Linked DNA regions of Rattus norvegicus: all the other regions are linked to region 3. Evidence: chromatin contacts called from public Hi-C data. All regions are on one chromosome and are shown on one strand. The core of a region is the stretch at or near the end of the contact, and the rest is flanking DNA. Distances in the headings are between cores, read along the strand shown. Region 1 has its middle 100 kb from the start of Bcl6. Region 2 overlaps LOC102553356 (a long non-coding RNA gene). Region 3 has its middle 210 kb from the start of Lppos.

Region 1 (3,294 bases), core at 794-3,293, 120 kb before region 3:
TATAAAAGTCCCCGGCTGCTTCCCTCCACCTGTTTCATCAAAGAAAAGTGGGATTTAGGCTTCCCTATTTCTCTCAACATCTGTACCTGTTCTCAGTAATCTGACACCATGCTCCGCAATAGGGTAGCCATGAACACAGCCCGACATTTAAGCCTCACACGACTGACGTGAAAGAAGTGTTCACCTTGAGTTCACCATTTTCATTGTCTGAGCTTGTGGCTTTGACAGGCCAAATGCGGAGCCTTCCCAGGGTGGCAGACAATGCTGATCTAAGGAATGAGACTCTGTTTTCATTAAAATGTAAATGAAAGTCAATGTAAAAGAGCAAACTAAAATTACTTTTCATACACATTTCTTCGAAGACATTTTAAATATTAAAAATTATGAATTAAGATTCCCAAGAAATCTATAAACAAGCTGTAATTGAATGATACCAACGTCTTAAAATAAAGATTCCTCGAGTAAAGCCAAGTTTTTAAATTTAAGATTTTGAAAAACAAATCTGTTTTAGCTAGCTCTTTAAACAAGTTGAACTGCTTAACAACTCCAGGACCTAATGGCTACTTAGTTGAAAACGTCATAGGTCTATATCAGACCTGGTGTATGGGGCCTGTTGCTTTAAAAGTAATATGACTTACTAAATATGCAAAATCCCCCTTAGCTGCCTCATGGAACAGTTGGACATCCATTTTAATTCATGACCACTGCAAGGGTCACGGACTAGAAAATAAAGAAGGCAGGCACTCAGGTCCACTGGTAGCAAGCATCTACGTAGTTATGTTATTTAATGGGAAGAAGATAGCCCATTGATTGATGCTTCCACCTGTGTCTGAAGTGCTCTACTCAAACATTATTCTCCAAACCCTTAGCCATCTCCCCAAACCCACAAATAGCTTGGCTCCCAACCATATCCAGCTGCTTGCTGTCTCTGTGACACAGAACAAGTGAGCGGGAGGTCTGAAGGCCTGAGAATGGTCTGTCACAAAAACAAAGTTTGTTATGAACCAGATTCCAAAAGACGACCCAAAAGTGGCCACACCTTCTCTTTCAGGTTCATGCAGTGTTTTGTGCTCAGGATACACAGTGACATTTGTTTAGAGAGGTGAGGCAGAGGAACTGAAGCAAGGAGCCCTCCTGGCTTCTGAGAGCTGCCTACAGGCTAATAGGAGTTGGCTGGTCTGGTCTAATTGATAGACACTTCCCTGCGATTCACATAAGTACTGCGTTTTCATTGCCTTGACTAGAAACCTTAGTGAGGAAACAGGATGCTCCTATCAGGCCACTCTACCTGAGCCAACCAAGTTTAGAGGAGTTTCGAGGTTTGCCCAGGATAACCCAGCTCTTAACAACAGATTCAGTTGAGAACTGGAACTCTCTGGGGCAAAGCTCTATGTATATCTGACTATATCCTACCCTTTTAACTGGCTTCTTTGGGAACAGGAAAGTTTCCAGAACCCCAGAGCTCATCCTCTGAGGGGTGAAGGTAAGCTGCAAGCTGCCTTATCTTATGGCTGAAGAAAATAGGGATGTCAATGGAGATGGTGTGGGAGAGTTTGGTGAGAACAGGAGCATGGTTGTGGGACAGTAGTTTCCACCCTCACGTAGACTTAGTTCATCTTTCCTCTGTTTCTAACCTTCCATTTGGTCCTTGGAGTTGTAGGGCAGGTCCACTCCCCAAGATCTTAACGATGCCCTCATTTTGCCCCAGTCAGTCGATTCGGCTGAGTCTTCATTTCCACCAACCTCTAGAAGAAGCTCACTCTGGGCAAACACTGAGCTTTTGAGTCTCCCCTGGCACTGTACATGTTCTTCCTCTAGCTACAATGCCCTTTTTTTTCTTGCCTGTCTAGAGAAGACGACGTGTCCTTCAAATGCTGTACTCAACATTTTTCCTGATGCACACCCTCAGGGGTTGGTCTTGCCACCTTCCTCCACCTCCAGAGAAACTTCTACTCTCAGTCAAAGCTCTCAGTCTCTCTCGTGGCCACTACCGCCAGGTAGCAGTCCTCTGACAGACAGTACGTCTGCATCCTTTCTGCTACCCCCACACAGTCCCTCACAGAGTCAGGCTCTTGGTTGCATACTGAAAACATGAACAAAGAGACAAAGGTCGGTGACCCTGAAAGCCTTGAGTTTTGGGAGAAGACTTTGTCCTCAGCACCCACAGCCCCCTTTGAGCAATATCCCATGTGTGGCATTGAGCCACTGCTGGGAGCCATTGCACAGAAGCTTAGGGTGGGGCTGGTGTGAAAATAAACAAGGAGGGACAAAAACAAGCTGTGTGTTGAAACCTTAAAGGGTTCAAGCTGGCCACACCTTCTAAGTCAGATGGACTCCCAGTACCTGGTGAGGGATCAAACTGATCCAAGTTTGGGGTTTTTGGAGCAAAGCTCAAGAACAAGGTGGGAAACAACGGGAGATGGGAAACGTTTCCTTCTTTAGCTCTTTTTTCCTTGTGTGCCTGTGTTTGTCTTTCCAGACAGAGGAAACTCTGACCTTCCTCTGCTCTAATTACCTAATTATTTTGACACCTTGGGCTGTTGCATCACCACAGTGCATTGTTTGTTAAGGGCACTGTGTTGGGTGTTTCGAGGCTTCAAGGGAACTGATGAGAGACAAGTTCTGACAACCAGGGAAATGCTGAGCAGAGGAAGGGAGCCAGCAGGGGCGGAAAGGGTGGGGAATGAGAGAAAAAAGTAAATGTTTGATATGCTGGGAAGAGATTGTCTTGAAAGACATGTCAGTGAGGCTGGCTAGGTCTGGAAGTCTTCCTTGAACAGGCTCTGAGGAACGCTGCACTCAAGCAGGAAAACCAGTATGTTGCAGGCCTACAAAAGACACACAGCGCAACATGGATTGTTTGTCTAGGGCTGTCATCTGGCTGAGAAGTTTTGTTTGCTCTGGACCACTTTAGAAACAAAGTCTAAGGCACACACACAGACACACAGACACAAACGCACGTGCGCACACACAATCATTCCTACTTAAACGTTTTTAAGACAAAGACTGGGATAAAGAAAGCAGTCATAAATCAAACTGTTCAAAAAGTTACTGTTGAGAACTCCAAAATCAAACATGAACAAACATTATTTATTGAAACTGTGAAACACAGCCCAGATAGCTGTCTCCAATGGGACTTCTCACTACTATGTGGAAAGAGATCCAAGCAGTGAGGATTATAGAGTTGCCAAAGGCATGAGGGCCTTGAAATCTAGGCTTCAGTAGAATGGCCTAGGGTGGGCCTTAGGGCTTCTCCAAGCTTAGTATTGATGCCTCCCATAAATAAGCCTAGAT
Region 2 (2,939 bases), core at 72-2,571, 83 kb before region 3:
GAGGCAGAGGCAGAGGCAGAGGCAGAGGCAGAGGCAGGAGAATCTCTGAGTTCAAGGTCAGCCTGATCTACAGAGTGAGTTCCAGGACAGCCAGGGTTACACAGAGAAACCCTGTGTCAACAAAACAAAACAAAACAAAAAAAATCATGATTACCTAACACTGCAAACAACTCACACACATCCATCGATTAGTAGAAATGACTACAAAATCCAGTGAACTTCTCTCCAACAATTAAAAACAATCTATTGATATGAATTTCCAGTTCATTGTAAGTCAAGGAAACAATTCTAAAAGCAAATTCTATAATTTATTTCACATATGTGACATTCATAAAAGGAAAGAAAAAAAAAGATACAGCATTGGCTGCCAGGCTCTTGGGAAAGACTAGGTATTGACAATGAAGGACCAAAAATAATATTTCTTTTCATGAAACTAATCTCTGCTCTGACTGTGATACTGTCTAAACAACTACATGCATTTGTCAAAACTCATAGAATTAGATGATAGCAGTGGGAGGAATTATTGCAAATAATCTATATCTAAATAAACACGATTCAGAAGAGCAGTGCAGCAACAGAACAACCTCTTCTATTCAACTGAACTTGGGCCTCCTGGTCCCACATCCACCTTACACACACACACACACACACACACACACACACACACTTTTGACCCCTCCTATCTGCCAACTCGGACTTCCATTTTCTGTGCCTCTGGTTTTGTTTTACAGCTCAGTGGACTTGCGCAGTACCTGTGTGCTCTGTTCAGTGTCTTCTCCATCCTTAGCGAACTGCCAAGTCTAGACCTTCCGTCAAGTATCCCCCCTGGAGGAACCTCTGCTTTCTTTTGTGAGCAGGGTCCGTGTCCTCTGAGACTCCTCAACACTCATTCGGAAGTGATAATCCACACTGGCACCTTGGTAACTCCTCTTGTGCGTTAATCTGCACAGAGGAACGGAGGAGCAAGTCTGTCACATTCCTTTTTTAAGAAAATGCTTATTTTCGCTTATTTAAATAATAAATTCATTACGAGCCAAAGCAGCATATTAAAAAACAAACAAACAAAACCCCAGCTGTTTTCCTCACCAAAACTGACCCAGGGAGAAGACAATTACTGTTTAACTTTTTTTCTCTTTTTTTCAAAGTCTCTCTAGTGTCTTGCTTAACTGGGGACAGCTGAATGCCCTAGCTGCTGCCACATGCCCTCTGTTGCAATATTACATGTCATGTCGCCTCTGGAAAACTCCATCCACATTCATGATTGAACGAGTGTGAGAGAAACAACTAGTGTACTGTGCTAGGGTCATTATGAAATCTCTGTTGAGAAACTAGCTCTCCCCAGTAGGGTTCCAGAGAGCCACAGGGGTTCCAGGAGAGCACAGGGCCACCGCTTACAAGTCTCCCTGCTTTTTCTGTTACTTGATTTTGTTGCTGCTGTGAGCTTTATTTTTTACAGCACCTTTAGGAAGAACTCTGTCTCTTCACATGCACTAGCACCCCCACTATTGATGTCCCACACCCCAGAGGAACATTAAAGTCAGTGACTCTACAATGAGTGACACAGTATTATCAGTCAAAGCATATAGTTTGTGTCAGGGTCCACTGTAGCAGCTGTGTGTTCTATGGGTTTTGACAAAGAGATGGTGCCAAGTACCCACCATGGTTATATATGACCATGAATGGGTATTGGATTTTATCAAATACCTTTTTTGTATTATTAATATGCTTGTGTGATGTTTGCTTTTTAACCAGTCACTATGTTATTACATGAATTGGTCTGTGAATAACGAACCACCTTTTTCGCATATTTAGGATAAGTCCCACTTGGTCATGGTTCATAAATTTTAATTTTTACCTGATTGATCGATCCATTGATTGATTGATTGACTGACTGAGTGACTGACTGACTGACTGATTCTGTGTGTGTGCAGGCACATACACGGATACAGGTATGCACGCCTATGTGCACACATGTAGAGGCTGGAAGTGGGTGTCTGTTTTTCTCCATTGCTCCCCACCTGACTCCCTTGAGGTAGAATCTCTTGCTGAACCCAGTCTCACCTTTCCTATCCCGGCAGACCGGCCAGTGAGCTCCTGGTCTCTACCTTCCAATGCTAGTGACAGCCTCATGCAGCCATGTCTGGTGGGGCTATGTCATGGGTGCTGGGGATTCAAACTCAGGCCCACATGGTTCCACAGTGGGTGCTCACACTCCCTGAGCTGTCTCCTTTTGAAGCATTATTGGATTCAATTGTATTATTTTGCTCAAAAGGGTTGCTTCTCTGCTCCAACAGAAAACAGATAACTGCTGAATTTGTCTTCCTTTGTATTAACTATCTGACTTTTGTAATATGATAATGGTGGCCTGGATGAATGCATTTGGAAAGTATTTCCCATTACACTGTCTTCTGAAAGAGAAGTGGTGTCATTATTTCCTGTAAAAGTTCACTAGTGAACTCAGCTGATCTCCCACTCTTGGAGAAAAATGTATCACGGTAAAGCTGTAGCCTTAATGCAGGTATAAGAGGTAACAGAGGGGAAGCTTATGTATTCTCTACCTTGTCTCTCCTAGTGCTAATATCTGTGATGGTGTAGTGTTTTATCAGAGCCGAAGTCTTGGTATGTGGCCCAGACTAACATCAAATTCACTGTATAGCCTAATGTGACCTCAGATTGGCAGCAACCTTCCTTTCGGCTTCCTGAGCACTGGAATTACAAGGTGTGTCCCAACATCTCTGGATGATACAACCTACGTTATTTAGATTTCCTCATTTTACTCTGCTCATCTCTGTGCCTCCTTTTAGTTCTATAAATTATAGAACTAAAATTAGTTCTATAAATTATAAATTTAGTTCTATAATATAATAAATTTAGTATAATATAATATAATGGTATAATATAATAGTATAATATAATATAACAAAATAATATAAATAAAT
Region 3 (3,241 bases), core at 409-2,908:
TCAAGATGTTGCATGTATACTTCTATTCCTCAAGAAAATGTCTCTGAATTTTCTAGTAAAAACATCTGCCAGCTTTGTTCAGTCAAGCTTTTTTCTCCCTTCTTTGACAATAAGAGCAGGTTTGGTGCCAACACTCAGATCTGGCAGGTGTTTGATGACACATGTTTCTGATAAATGTTGATTACATAAGTTCATTCAAGCTAGCTACCATAGCTTTTGAGGCTTCATTGCTACTTAATATAAACTCTCCTTGGAAACCAGATGTCCAACACACACCATAACGATCTATTTTATTCCTCCTTCTTCTGGGTTCTCTTGGTGTCTGGTTCATTGAAGCAGTGAAAATTCTGGTACCCAGATCCTGACTCTGCCATAAGTGAGCTGTGAGGCCCTGGGAAGGTCACTTTATTACTCTGAACTTTAGGTTGTTCATTTCTAAAATCAAGGGGTAGGAGCTGTGATTGCCAAGGTCTCTGACATTTGCTGATGAAGGGACAGACTGGGGTAGCATGGGGATCAGTCCCAGTGAGGCAGAAAGACTTTATGGCCATTCCTCACTGGGAATGTACATGATGAATCTTAACTGAACACGATGGGATTCGCTGTTTTTATACTGGTAGTTCTCCAGTCAGGAAGGAGGGATTGGCCGCCTGGGGCTGGAGGGAAGTAGAGAGAAGTGGCTGAAGAGAGCTAGGCTGATGAAACAACCTGCAGATAGCATTATTATTACCATAGCTTTGTGATACTATTTCTGTGATTACGTTATGCTAAAGTGAAAGGGCCTTCAAGATACTTAAAGGGTAAAATCCTGGGGAAGGGGATCACTAAGAACATTTTCAACCTCAAGGTGATTCTGGATAACTCACTTGGAAGCTTTCATTTTTATGACAGATTACTTTTTAAAATAATATTTTTTTAATGATTCAAAAAGTCTACATGTAAAGAATCCAAAAGCCAAGTGTTCTAGTAGTCCATGAGGAGCCAAGCTGCAGGCTTTCCCCGACATTAGAGGTGCTTCACGTACGTTCTATCATTTGCTCTTGCAAGCAACCCTGGGAAAGAAAGCATCACCAAGGCCTTCCTTTACCAGGTGGTAGAAAAGCAAGATGCTAATTGGTCAAGCTGCTGGTTCGAAACCTCAGGTGGTGGAGATAAGGCTGTGTGTCAACCCAGATCTAACCCGGAACTACCCATGACTACTATGCTCTGAGGCATTCTTTACTGCCCAGGGTAGCCTCCTTTGGCCTCTGGCAGCCAGCTCTGCAGGCCTGAATCAGGGTCACAGCCCCGAGTTCCACAGACTAATGGAGCGGAGTAGATCACCAGAGCAGCAGGAAAGCCTCGGTTATCAGCTAACTCGCTCACCTGACTTTGTCTGCTCTCTGATATTCTGGGAGCCAGAGCTGGCAAAGTGAGCTCAGAAACCCTCTCCTGCCTGCCTACTCTTCTCGAGACTTGGCATCCAAAACCAAAGAGATTTCCACAGGTCTGTCACCACAGACATGATTAGGAATTATTTTGTGACGCCACCTACTAATCCTCCTGGCCAGGATTAGACAGAGTTAACAGTTTCTTTAGGGACTTCCATTAGCCAACCTAACCAATAAAGTCAGGAGGGACTAAAGCAGAAATGTGACTGCGTGTGAGTCACTCAGTCTCGACCTTCGGCATGTTTTGAAAACGTGTTGTGAAACACTTTCCAATCAATACAGTGCTGGGCAGTAACGGGTGGGGGTTGTGCAAGAGGGGAGGTGGAGCGTTTATGTTGGGTCATTTGAGAGGTTCCAAATTCTTACTGAGAGAAGGACCAAAAACACAAGGTCCCCATAACAGTGTTTAATGGAATCACAGAAAACCAAGCACCAAGGGGGAACAAAAGGGGACACCTTTCTTTGCAGCAGACTAGTGAAATGGGTGGCCTATGTTCATACCCCCAAGCCAGAGAGCCTATCCCTTCCTGTCAAAGCCCAAGTCTGGTGTGTTAACCTCCGTTTGCTGCCAGACACTTCCGTGCTGCAGACAGTACCCTACCCTTCAGGCATTTCGAGTGTCCGAGGTGAAGGAAACAGCTGGCAAGAGGCAAGTGCCTAGAACAAGGGAGCTGAAGATGGTTCAAGGCCCACCTGCCCCTTGCGAGGTCTCTGACTGTAGGAGCAGTCATGTCCCCTGTCAGACCCTTTCCTAGTCTTTCCTTTCTACCAAGGAGAGAAGACTCATATGAAGCTTGAGAGTGATGAGGGACGTGCAAATTCTTTACAAGCCACGCACACGCGAGTGCATGCACACACACACACACACACACACACACACACACCACAGGACTATTATTAGTGGAAACCCATCAGTGTGATTTTCGCAAACTCAGATGGAAAGAATCTCCCATTTAAAGAATGGCACTCAGGTATGACTTTGTGGTTAGAGGCAAAAACCGGCCCTGAAGAGAAGCCTGCACACATGACAGAGAGCATTTGAGTGCCAGTCGGTGCCACTCTCAATCAACTGCAAGCCTGGGTGGCTGGGAAATGTTTAACGACTGGTTTTATGGTGGTTAAAAATAAATAAATAAAAATAAAATAAGACAAAACGAAATATATGATTGGCTGTTAAGTACTTGCACCACAGCGCTATGGATTCCACAATGTCAGTAACACCGGGTGAGGAGAAAATGCCCACAGCTGGCCCACACATGTAGGTACAAGGCAGGTCAAGCTCTGCTCCCCACTGGAAACTTCTGGAAGATTAGTTAATACAACGTACTTTGAAAGCCTGTTCGACTCGAGTTTTAATAAACAAAGCCACTCAATGTCTTCCTCGGATGCTTCAAATGAAAATTCGTACTTTACTTGTCTTGGTCATTGTCGGATAGAATCTTAACTGTGTATTTGTCAAAATTGCTGGCTTCTAAACTCCCGTCATGACATTGTGAGTATGTTTGTGGGGGAGGGGAAGTGTGACCCTTGGTTTTCAAATCTAATGACTGAAGAGTTGAGCAAACAGGGTAGGATGGAGCCTCGCAGGAAGAGGGGAGGGAAAGGTCTGGAACGGATTATAAGCAATCTCAGCGGTGACACTTGTACGAGTGGCCTGTTTTCCAGAGCCCTGATTCTATCTGTAAAATGGGAAGAGTTCTCTGCCTTTGCCTCACTCCCAGCACTACAACTGAGACTAGGAGCGCTAACACAGGGGCAGGAGTTCTGAAACCAGCAAGCTTGGGTTGGCTTTGAACTGTTGTATATTTACT

The links. A called contact is a pair of places that touch in the nucleus more often than the background predicts.
Region 1: a Hi-C map of liver shows a contact between it and region 3, with 2.6 times the contacts expected there. The contact joins two enhancer-like sites. A contact is called at or near these places in 3 of 12 Hi-C or Micro-C datasets (kidney and liver).
Region 2: a Hi-C map of liver shows a contact between it and region 3, with 7 times the contacts expected there. The contact joins two enhancer-like sites. A contact is called at or near these places in 4 of 12 Hi-C or Micro-C datasets (hepatocytes, kidney and liver).

Annotation. Positions count from the first base shown.
Region 1 is chr11:90,252,245-90,255,538 of GRCr8, reverse strand. No RefSeq gene overlaps it. Among named protein-coding and RNA genes, the nearest start is that of Bcl6, 100 kb to the left of the region's middle. Within about 2 kb of position 2,043, at least 2 of the 93 cell types and tissues checked have an H3K27ac peak or open chromatin away from gene starts, as enhancers often do. A contact at or near this core is called in liver, where this site is marked.
Region 2 is chr11:90,219,368-90,222,306 of GRCr8, reverse strand. It overlaps LOC102553356 (a long non-coding RNA gene), which reads left to right. Exons shown (of 5, transcript XR_005491441.2): 2 at 2,573-2,719. Among named protein-coding and RNA genes, the nearest start is that of Bcl6, 140 kb to the left of the region's middle. Within about 2 kb of position 1,321, at least 2 of the 93 cell types and tissues checked have an H3K27ac peak or open chromatin away from gene starts, as enhancers often do. A contact at or near this core is called in hepatocytes and liver, where this site is marked.
Region 3 is chr11:90,136,453-90,139,693 of GRCr8, reverse strand. No RefSeq gene overlaps it. Among named protein-coding and RNA genes, the nearest start is that of Lppos, 210 kb to the right of the region's middle. Within about 2 kb of position 1,658, at least 10 of the 93 cell types and tissues checked have an H3K27ac peak or open chromatin away from gene starts, as enhancers often do. A contact at or near this core is called in hepatocytes and liver, where this site is marked.